Regions from separate parts of the Mus musculus genome. Here region 1 is linked to region 2. The links are chromatin contacts, called in public Hi-C maps. All regions are on one chromosome and are shown on one strand. The core of a region is the stretch at or near the end of the contact, and the rest is flanking DNA. Distances in the headings are between cores, read along the strand shown.

Region 1 (5,802 bases), core at 3,042-5,541, 190 kb after region 2:
CTCTACCATCATCTGCAGACAACTATTCTCCCTTTGAAAAACAGCTCTTGGCCTGCTATTGGGCCTTAGTGGAAACTGAACGTCTGACAATAGGACACCAAGTCACTATGCGACCTGAACTACCCATCATGAGCTGGGTACTATCAGACCCTGCAAGTCATAAAGTGGGACGTGCACAGCAGCAGTCTATTATCAAATGGAAGTGGTATATACGTGATCGGGCCAGAGCAGGTCCTGAAGGCACAAGCAAGTTACATGAAGAAGTTGCTCAAATGCCTATGGTTTCTACTCCTGTTACAATGCCATCTGCTGCCAAGCATGCACCTATAGCCTCATGGGGTGTTCCCTATGATCAACTGACCGAAGAGGAGAAGACTAGAGCCTGGTTTACTGATGGCTCTGCACGTTATGCAGGCACCACCCAGAAGTGGACAGCTGCAGCATTACAACCCCTTTCTGGGACAACCTTGAAAGACACAGGTGAAGGGAAATCTTCACAGTGGGCAGAACTTCGGGCAGTACACATGGTATTACAGTTTGTTTGCAAGAAGAAATGGCCAGATGTACGATTATACACTGACTCATGGGCTGTAGCCAATGGATTGGCTGGATGGTCAGGGACTTGGAAAGATCACAATTGGAAAATTGGTGAGAAAGACATCTGGGGAAGAAGTATGTGGATAGATCTCTCCAAATGGGCAAAGGATGTGAAGATATTTGTGTCCCATGTAAATGCTCACCAAAAGGTGACTTCAGCTGAGGAGGAGTTCAATAATCAAGTGGATAAGATGACCCGTTCTGTGGACAATCAGCCTCTCTCCCCAGCCATCCCTGTCATTGCTCAATGGGCACATGAACAAAGTGGCCATGGTGGTCGAGATGGAGGTTATGCTTGGGCTCAGCAACATGGGCTTCCACTCACCAAGGCTGACCTGGCTACAGCTGCTGCTGATTGCCAGATCTGCCAACAGCAGAAACCAACACTGAGCCCCAGATATGGCACCATTCCTCGAGGTGACCAGCCAGCAACCTGGTGGCAGGTTGACTACATTGGACCACTTCCTTCGTGGAAAGGACAGCGTTTTGTTCTTACTGGAGTAGATACTTATTCTGGTTATGGATTTGCCTTTCCTGCACGTAATGCCTCTGCTAAAACCACCATTCACGGACTGACAGAATGCCTCATCTATCGTCATGGTATTCCACACAGTATTGCTTCTGACCAAGGAACTCATTTCACAGCCAGAGAAGTACGACAGTGGGCTCACGATCATGGAATTCACTGGTCTTACCACATTCCCCATCATCCTGAAGCAGCTGGGCTGATAGAAAGATGGAATGGCCTTTTGAAGACACAGTTACAGCGCCAGTTAGGTGGTAACAGCTTGGAAGGCTGGGGCAGAGTTCTTCAGAAGGCAGTATATGCTTTGAATCAGCGCTCGATATATGGTACAGTTTCACCCATAGCCAGGATTCATGGGTCCAGGAATCAAGGGGTGGAAAACGGAATAGTTCCACTTACTATCACTCCTAGTGACCCTCTAGGAAAACTTTTGCTTCCTGTCCCCATAACTCTAGGTTCTGCTGGCCTAGAAGTTTTGGCTCCAGAGAGGGGAGTGCTTCTACCAGGAGATACAACAAATATTCCATTGAACTGGAAGCTCAGACTTCCCCCTGGTCATTTTGGGCTTCTAATGCCCTTAAACCAACAGGTTAAAAAAGGAATAACAGTGTTAGGAGGGGTGATAGATCCAGATTACCATGGGGAAATTGGATTACCTCTTCACAATGGTGGTAAGCAAGATTATGTCTGGAGTGTAGGAGATCCCTTAGGGCGTCTCTTAGTACTACCATGTCCTGTGATTAAAGTCAATGGGAAACTACAACAGCCTAATCCAAGCAGGATGACAAAGGACGCAGACCCATCAGGAATGAAGGTATGGGTCAATCCTCCAGGAAAAGAGCCAAGACCTGCTGAGGTGCTGGCTGAAGGTGAAGGAAATACAGAATGGGTAGTAGAGGAAGGTAGTTATAAATACCAATTAAGGCCACGTAACCAGTTGCAGAAACGAGGATTATAAAGTAATATGAATGCCCATTGTAAATTTACAAATGCGTTTGCGATTGTACGAGGAATAGTTATATCATGTTAGGCGTATTTACAACCTTGTTATTGTTTCATGTGAACATGAGATATTATTTGTGTCAAGTTGACAAGGGGTGGATTGTAGTGGCTATTCCTGGTTGTCAACTTGACAATATTTGGAATGAACTACAATCTGGAATTGGAAGGCTCACCAGTGACCCTTATCTGGAGGCTTGGAGATCCTTATCTGGATCTTGGTTTGAAGATCTTGAGCCATAGTGGCTATGGATTCCAGAAGATTGAATCTCTGAGTTTAAGGAACACACCTTTAATCTGGGCTACACCTTTCATCTGGGATTAAAGGTGTGGTGGAACACACCTTTAATCTGAGCTACACCTTCTGCTGGAGACAATATAAGGACATTGGAAAAAGGGAGTCTAGCTCTTGCTCTTGCTCCTTCGCCTGCTTGCTGTGTGAGACTGAGTAACTGCTAGATCCTTGGACTTCCATTCACAGCTGCGACTGAACCATTGTTGGGAATTGGGCTGCCGACTGTAAGTCATCAATAAATTCCTTTACTATTTAGAAATTATCCATAAGTTCTGTGACTCTAGAGAACCCTGACTAATACACATATCATACATATACAATTCACACAGAAGAAACTGTGTGTGCGTCCGTGCGTGGGGGGAGGGGCGTCTCGAGCCAGGAGGCACTGCAGGGGTCCCGGGTGCACACCCTGCCCTATGGAAAATGTTGCCTCACAGAGCAGTCTTTTGCGTGGCCCCCACACTGTGAGGGACAACATGTGTGACTGCAAGTTATTGACTTCACTTCAAGCTGCCCTAATTCCTCTGGGACTCTGTAATAGGACCACCTCCTGGGCCTGAACGCCAAGACACAGCTATTGGCATGGGAATTCTAACCCGTGGCCGTGCCCATCTCTGGTTTCTTGTTCTGTGGCAGAGCTGTTAACCCTCGCCACTTCTCCAGGCAGGAATGCTGTCACACAGCCATAGACATCATTGGGGCTTCCATTCCTCTGGGGCCTGGCTATCTGTGGACTGCGTTATAGGGGTTTTTCTGGGTTCTGAAACTTCCTTCTGCAGTTCGATCCCAGCCTTTAAGGGTGCCTACTCTCTTCAAAACGGTCTCCCATTTCTACCTCATCCTCACACAGGAATCCCTATCCTGGTCAGTTTTCCACCTTCATTTATAATCTTAGGCGTGTCCCTAACAAGAAACAAATTCGAGCAATGCAGCCATTCCCCACGGTCCCATCCACAAAGAGCCATTGAGTTCTCTGAAGAATCTCTCCATCATCTTCCACAGAAATAGAAAATCCGAGAGAGCTTCCGTGAGGGCACACTTGTGCGGCTTGGCGCATGCAAGACCTGGGTGATGAGTTGGCCTTTTGATCCCTGTGCTCATCTGAACACAAAGCGGCCACAAGACAGTGGCCACAGGCGCCCTCTCCTCCAGTGACCTCAGTGAGAGCAAAGTGACGCTCTGCCACTAACATTCACACAATCACACAGCCCCCAGAAATTAGGATGAAGAGGGGTATTGCGAGTGGTGGTTGTCCCTGGAAGTTCAATACGGGATGCCGGTGAGCCCTCCAGGTCAAATGGAGGGCATGCTTCCTCACTCACAGCTGAGAGGTTACTCAACTCCAGTCATGTGCCCGCCCGGCAACAATAGCAGCCAAGCCTGGCTCTGTTCGAAGAGCAGCAAACGTCACCAAGTAGACAGGAAGCCTTCTAAGTGCCCAACATGCTAAGATATGATAAGTGCTTCTTAGAAATTTACATTTTAAAATTTGCATTTTAAAAAGTGCTTTTAGCTTTCTAAAGCCCTTCCCCCACTTAAATGATATCAATCTGTGCAACTGCCCCTAGAGAAGCCTGCTCACTGTTAAGGACTCCATTATTTAATTAAAAAAAAAAAAAAGAATTTTCACCAACATATATGCTATATCGATGAGCAAAGAGGCTATACGCCATGTGTGACCACACAGCCAGGAACTAGCAAGAACTCTACCTGTTCTTCTTGTCTAATTGTGTCCTCATAAAAACCCCAAGATGTTAGAGTGGGTAGATCCCACACTCGAGATGGTGTGGTTCCAGGCCCAGGGGTGAGACATGGAGTCTTTTAGTTGATACCCCAGACAGTGGAGTGTTAAAGTCCTACAAGCCTTAGAAACAAGCAGGATACTGGCTCTGTCACCACCACAACTCCCCCCTCTCCCCCACATCAGTCTAGATCCCTTTAGGAAGTCCCTTACCATTCTAACACAAATGGAATAAAAAGAATCAGATTTTGTGAGGGTCAAATTCAATGACTGTAAAAGTCCTTTGCACTGGCTTCTTGCCAGGCATGCCAGGTTTGAGGTAACAGGGGGCAGTGAGGAGGGGCTGAGTCTCTGACCTTATCGTTCAGATGCCATCATTGTGAGGCTTCCTGCACAAGAGGCAGAAGGAAGCTGTATCTCCTCTGTAAAGAAGATGCAAGAGCCAGATCTCAGCAGGTCCACGGTCTTGCTGAGTGTGAGATTGTCAACTTGGCGGGGATCTAGTTAGGAGATGAACCCTTGGGCACATCTTTGACAGAGTTTCTAAGCTAGGTTAGTTGATTTGGGGAGATCCACCCTAACCGTTTGCAACAGCATTCCACAGGCTGTGCTCCCAGTCTGAGCAAAAAGAAGTGAGCTGAGTGCCACACTCAGCTTCCACTGCTTCCCAGGCAGGGACCAGCTGCCTCAGGCTCCGGCTGTTCATGCTTTCCCTACCCTGACCGACTGCACCACTGAGCTGTGAGCCAAAAAGAGTCCTTTGTTCCTTAAGTTGCTCTTGTCGGGTGTTACAGCAACTCAAGAAGAGTAGCTAATGTACTGGGCAGCTACAGAGGCAGGGCATGGGCATCTGGGTAGAAGAAGAACTCCAGTTGGAATACACAGAAGGGAAAATGTGTACGGTTTAATTGTGAGGATTTGGGGTGATTTTGTTCTAGCAATAAACTGGAGCCTTTTCTAATTGAAACAACATTGGATGGGGCTGGAGAGATGGCTTAGTGGTTAAGAGCACAGCTTTTCCAAAGGTCTTGAGTTCAAATCCCAGCAACCACATGATGGCTCTGAAAGAAAATAAAACTTGAGACCTGTGATTCATGTAATTTATGTCAAATAGCCCAAAGAGTTGTTTGTGAGCTTTGAAACCTGGGGCTGAGAACATAGCAGAACAGGCCAGGACATGCCCAGGCAGGCCCATCATTAAGACATTCCTGAGGCTGCTTGGCCATAAAGATAAAGAGAATGACATGTCCGGACTGGCCCGGTGCCTCCCTATCTCCCGCCCTTCTGACCTAAGTTAAATGATATCTGCATGTACAGTCTGCTGAATGGACCAATCATGTGAAACCTCGCCAATTCCTCCCTGCTGATGTTTAAATGAACCAATCATGTGAAACCGTGCCAATTCCTCCCCCTGCCCCAGAACCTTTTCTATAAAAACCCCTAGCTTTCAAGCCTCGTGGTCGAATCCACTGTCTCTTGAGCTCCGCCATTAAACTACCTCGTGTATTTACATCAAGACGGTCTGTTCGTGATTCTTGGGTGCATGCTGAATCGGGAGTTGAGTGGGGGTTTCCCCACTAGGTTCTTTCAGCTCACAACCATCCACAATGAGATCTGATGCCCTTTTCTGGAGTATCTGAAAAC
Region 2 (5,856 bases), core at 1,106-3,605:
AGGGTAGCTCCCTGAGACTCACTGACTGGCCAGCCAACCTGAATCAACCAGATCCAAGTAAAAGGTGACTGACCCTGCCTTAAAAAAAAAAACAAGGTGGATGATACCTGAGGAACCACACCAGTACACACATACTCACACCCACATACCATATGCACACACACACACACACACACACACACACACACACACACACATGTATACACATATGTGCACATGGACATGCATGCACACACAGATACACATACACATGTACACAAGTGTGCACACATGTATAGACGCATGTACATGCACACACATGTGCACACATACACATTTTATAAAACTATACCATGAACCTCTGGGGAAGCTCATAGGTCACATCATCCTGCCGTGTCCAACTCCATGACAAACCATGGTCACCTTCCACATCAGCCCGCAGCTCTGTTTTCAGGGCCCAGGGCCTGGCTCGGCCACCATTCTAGGCTCTCGTTCTGTGGGATGAGACGATCTCCCTCTTGGAGCCCCAGCTGCCTTTGCCCTGTCCTCCTGTAGCTGCCATGACTTTGCTTTTGGGTAACGTACACTGTCTCGACCACAGAGCCCTGCAGCCACGGTGTTAAACACCAAATGTGCCTGAATCTAATGAGGTTCCTCCTTCAAGCTGGGCCACAAAATCTCACTCTGTGCCTATCTCGCTGCAATCACCCTAGGTCGCCCCACATCGTCATTTTGCTCATAACAGCATAATTAGAAGTGTCAAATATTTTACAGTGCTCACAGTGCATTTGATGTAAGAGTATCCCAATCTTACATCCTGGTATCCGCACAGTGAAACCATCACTGAGGCATGTCTTCTCTTAACAAACTGTGCAGGCTCCAGCAACCACCATAATCTTTCTAAAAATGTCTTTTCCTTGGTACTTCGTTGCCTGATAATAGATAATCAACTCTAGGATATACAGAGAATAACTGAGTGAAGTGTTTAAGATCATATACAGGCTTAAAATTTTACTAAAACCTAACCCAAAACACCCATATTTAGACCCAAAGCCCCAAGATGAGTCAGCACTTCAGGTGTCAAGTGAAACCCTATTTTCCCAGTTTCTGACTCTACAAAGGCAAAAGTGGTTACTATTCTACTTATATCTGAGGTCCTTCACTGTAAGCAGGGCAGCAGTAACAAGGCCAGAGTGTGGTGGGAACCAGGAAATGTCATTCATGCATGCACGTAGTTGGAACCAGGAAATGTCATTCATGCATGCACGTATTGGTCGCTTTTCAAATTGCTATTTCAAAATCCTTGACAAAAATGAAAAGATTTAAAAAAGGACAAATTCATCTGGTCACGGTTTAAACGCACAGTGCAGCGTGCCTGGGAGAGCAGGGTAGCAGGGCTAGAGGCAGCCCGTCACACTGGACACAGAGCCAGCAGGCAAGCAGAGGGATGCTGGCGTGTCACTCACTTCCTATTTTTTATTCAGTCCGGGACTCTAGCTTATGGCATGGCACCACTCACCTTGAAGGCAAGTCTTCCCAACTCAACCCAATCTACAGGGTCCCTTATAGACGTGCCCAGAGGTCTGTTTCCATGGTGATCCTAATTACCACCAAGTTGGCAATCAAGATTGAGTATCACAAGGTGCCTGCCTCCTTTGGGTGTTCTTTAAGTAGCGATGGATGATGTCTCCCAAGTCCACAGCAAGCTAAACATCTAGGCAGAAACAGGTTCTAGTATACCTCTGTTACCCTCTCCTAGCAGAATAGCCACCATGGAGCCAATACACTACCAAGCATCTCAAAAGTGAACTATATCCCTACTGTAGCTGGGAAAACATCAAAAGTCAGCATTCAAATAACATTTTCTTCCGACCACGTATCACTTGTGATCTGCCATACAGTCAAACCATCATACACTGGAGATGTCTGGACCGAAAGGTCAACGTTCCCCTTCCATTCTGCATCTTGAAGGGGGACGTGCTTATTATTCCATTCTAGAAGAAGCCAAGCTGTCTCGGGATATTGAATCTGAGATTCTGAGACCAGACATGGCACAGTGAAGCCCTGAGCTATTTTTAAAACTACCCTCTTGACTAACTGTGTACAGTACTAGAGTTTGGATCTTATCTATCCCCTAAAGGCTTGATCTTGGCTTGATCACCACAATGGCACTAGTGGGGATTTTAAAAGTGAAAGCAAAAGGGGGAGTTGTGTGTGTTGTGTATTGCAGAAATCAGACCTTCAGGAAAACAAATCGAACCCAGAGAGCTGGAGAGCTCATTTTTAAATTATGCCAGCAGGTTCAGCTGGCAGACCGTCTGAGCTAAAGCTCTGAGGAGTTGGGCCCTGATCCAACAGTTTTTCACTATATTTATAGACTGTACGGCATCACTTTTTTTTTTCCTTTTTCTGTCATTGGTGGGCTTAGCGTATGTGATTAAGGATCACGATTGAGCATATTTACTGAAGGAAAACTGACATGGCTGGAACAATTACTTTGCAACTGTTCGTCTAAGGGCGCGCAGGGTAGCGGGTGAGGGGACTGCTAGCTGATACAGGAAGTAAGCAAGTTTACAGAAGCAAAGTGCCACACATGAGACGTAGCTGCAAGTGCAGCAGAGATTTTTAACTCATTCTGAGCCCCCTCATCCATGGTCGGTCACGATACGTCCTTTAAAGGCTAGCTCCTCCTCTTCCTGTGATACCCTAGCCCCTCCTCTTCCTGTGGAATTCTAGCCCTCCCCCTTCCTGTGTCTTTTTTTTTAGGGGTGCTGTGGAAAACAGAGAACAACCTTAGGCCTCATTCCCCTGAACCACCTTAGTTCTGGGGATGTCTTACTGAGACCTGGAACTTGCCCCGTTCACCTGGGTCAGCTGGCCAGTGAACCCCAGGGATTCGCCTGTCTTCTTTTCCCCAGCACAGGGATTACAGATGTGTCCCACCGTGCCTGATGTTTTTGTTGTTGTTTGTTTTTTTTTGTTTTTAAAGAGGGTCCTGGGAATTGAACTCAAAGCACAGATCAGCCACGCTTGCAAGGCAAGCCCATTGAGCCACCTCCCCTGCCCTTCCTGTCTCTTTTGAATGCTAGTCACAAGGAGAGCAGCTTTGTTCGGCTCCACACTCTCCACTGTGCTGTGCTGACTCAATGATTAGAGAGTAGAGCCTGCAAAATTCAGAGGGAAACTGACTGAAGCTTTTCTTTGCCACGGTGATGGAGAGATGGCAACACACCCACCTACTCACTCACAGTCCCCGGATCTAAGGTTGTAAAACAATAGAAATCGTGACCTAACACATCTAGACACCCCAAAGAAAGGAACAGGGAAAAAGAAGAGTTAACAAGTCTGGGTACAGAAAACCGGTTTAAACCGGGGTCCTATCTGTACAGTGACAGCACTTAGTGGCCCTGCCCATTTATGGACCAGCCTGACTCCATCTTAAAACTAGAGGGTCAAAGTAAGGTCATTCCTGTTTTCGTAAAATTTGGGGTTGACCTATTTTCTGGAATTTGACACGTTCCACACCCTATACCCTGACCTCCACCCCAATAAGATAATATGTTCTGCCAAGTATTTTGAAGCGTTCAGCCAAGTTCCTACATAACCAAAATTCCTCTGGACCCCCCCCCACACACACACACACAACCCTTGAAAAGCCCTGGTAGTTTGGGGGTTATATAAACCCCATGGTCTCTATGTTCACTGCTATTTCCTCAAATCCCTGCTTTTAGGGAGACAGCTCTGTCTGAAAGAAAATAAAGCTTGCTTAATTCAACTAAAAGAATTTGGGTAATGGTCTTTACTCGCGTTTGCTGGAATTAAGGATGTCCTCCCTAATGCCCTGGCCTCAGGCTCCTTTCTTCCCTTCCCCAGCCCAGTAGCATATTAACCCTAGTACTTTACCATCTCTCTCCCTCCTTCTTCTTTCCTTCTTTCCTTCCTTCCTTCTGTATATGTGCAGGTCACACAAATGTGTACACATATATGTGGTGGTCACAGTATAACCCTGGGTATCCTCCTTCCACCATCCACCTTGATTTTGAAGACAGAATCTCTTACTGCACTAGAACTTACCTGGCATGCTAAACTGGCTGCCAGCTAACCTCAGGGATCCACCTGTCTCCGCCTACCCAGCACTGGAACTACAATCACATTCCATCATGCCCAGCTTCATTGTATTTATCTATACAGGGGCCAGATATAGCGGGGTTCCAGACCTCCTGCGTGGTGCTTGTGGTTGAACATGGACTACAGGAATATGAAAAGCTTGCAAGGCATTAGTTGGGAACTCTGAAGCTATGTGTTGAATTCTTGACTGGACCAGCTGAGGCCCCTCCGCAGTCTCTGCCTGAACCCCACTCTCACCCTGTCCACACAATCCTGATTCACTTCTCCTGCAATCAGCACTCTCAGACCTACCTCTCTGGGTCTGTTCTTGGACCCTGACCTAAGAAGTGTGGATATGCAAATGATGAGAGTTTCAGGGACACCACCACCACCCCTCCAAGAAAGAACACTAAAAATGAAAGGAAGATAAACAAAACAAAACAAAACAAAAATCTGACCTGGGTGAACTTGGGGATTTCCTGGGTCTGTTGTATACCAAGAAATGAGACCATTTCATTAGTTCTGGAAACAGTCACATACAGTATCACTAGGACCTAGGAAACAGTGATGAGATAGCTGTGTTCTGAAAGGTCCTGACATCCCAGGAAGGAAGGAAGGAAGGAAGGAAGGAAGGAAGGAAGGAAGGAAGGAAGGAAGGAAGGAAGGAAGGAAGGAAGGAAGGAAGAAAGATCCTAGGCCAAAAGCTAGATCAGGATGCTAAGGACATTGGGATGACAAGTCTGACCGTGAAGGCTCTCTCGCCCTGTGTAGATCACTCCATATGCTTGCTCAGACAAGGTCTCCATTGCAAGTAGAAGCCAGACACACAGGTCTGGTGAGGTCAATAGGTCTTAGCTCCAAACTGCCACTCTCTTTACAGAGAGAGTCTGGTTAATGCTGGACACAGCACAGGACCTGAGTGGGCTGTGTCCCTCAGCCACTGATTGCCTTTAGAATTCCAGAGATTCCTTCTTCTTTTCTGAACACATGGGTTTCGCGAACTGTATCCCCACGATGACCCGGTTACCTTTGCATGAGTAGAATTCACTGTTTCATTGATGGCATCCCCTTTACCCCAAGAACAGTGGAACAAAGTGCCATGTCCAAAGTCATGAGGTAAGGAAGAGCCAAAACCTGCACAAAGTCAGGGCTCATCCTAGAACCCAGGATCCTCACCCCAGACACACAGCCTGGAATGCTGTGACCCAAGGCCACCCTAGCCAGGAATCTTGTCAAAGTCACACTGTCAGCACAACAAAAATTAAACCCAAGACTAAACCCCTCAGAAATATGCCAAGCCACCAACAATAGGGCTTCCTAGATCTTGTCCTAGTAGTTAGATGGGTGAAAAGCCCTTTGTAATTTTCTGTAAGAAATAAATGTCTGTTGTAGAAAGATAAGGGAATTCTGGCACACGCAGTGGTGCCTTCTGATCTAGCTCCTATAAGAACAGTATGTTTATTCTTGCCCTTGGAGTGGGTATAATATCTGGCTCCAATCAGCAACCTGGCTAAAACTGGCCAGTCAAACTCCAACTTAGTCAGCAGTGTCAGGACCAGTGTCTGGAAGGAGTTTTGGATACTGGGACCCTTATGGCCTCTGTGGGGGATTACACTGTTATGGGAGCCGTTGGAGAGCTTTGCAGAGACCAAACCCTGGGAGCCAGCAGGCTTAATGCCCTGCCCTTCACAGCAGAGAGAGAGGGCATATGTCAGCCTCTGAGATGTCTAAGAGGTATGGCACTTTGTATCCCACATCTTCAAGTCTGCA

What was found. A called contact is a pair of places that touch in the nucleus more often than the background predicts.
Region 1: a Hi-C map of the G1E-ER4 cell line shows a contact between it and region 2, with 2.9 times the contacts expected there. The contact joins two enhancer-like sites. A contact is called at or near these places in 1 of 15 datasets of contacts at CTCF or cohesin (large pre-B cells), 16 of 484 Hi-C or Micro-C datasets (the AML12 cell line, B cells, CD4 T cells and 9 more), 7 of 115 datasets of contacts at active chromatin or transcription factors (bone marrow-derived macrophages, embryonic stem cells, forebrain and 1 more) and 1 of 9 other capture datasets (adipose tissue).

Annotation. Positions count from the first base shown.
Region 1 is chr1:36,035,195-36,040,996 of GRCm38.p6, forward strand. No RefSeq gene overlaps it. Among named protein-coding and RNA genes, the nearest start is that of Gm39623, 21 kb to the left of the region's middle. Within about 2 kb of position 4,292, at least 6 of the 459 cell types and tissues checked have an H3K27ac peak or open chromatin away from gene starts, as enhancers often do. A contact at or near this core is called in the G1E-ER4 cell line, where this site is marked.
Region 2 is chr1:35,847,711-35,853,566 of GRCm38.p6, forward strand. No RefSeq gene overlaps it. Among named protein-coding and RNA genes, the nearest start is that of 1110002O04Rik, 19 kb to the right of the region's middle. Within about 2 kb of position 2,356, at least 39 of the 459 cell types and tissues checked have an H3K27ac peak or open chromatin away from gene starts, as enhancers often do. A contact at or near this core is called in the G1E-ER4 cell line, where this site is marked.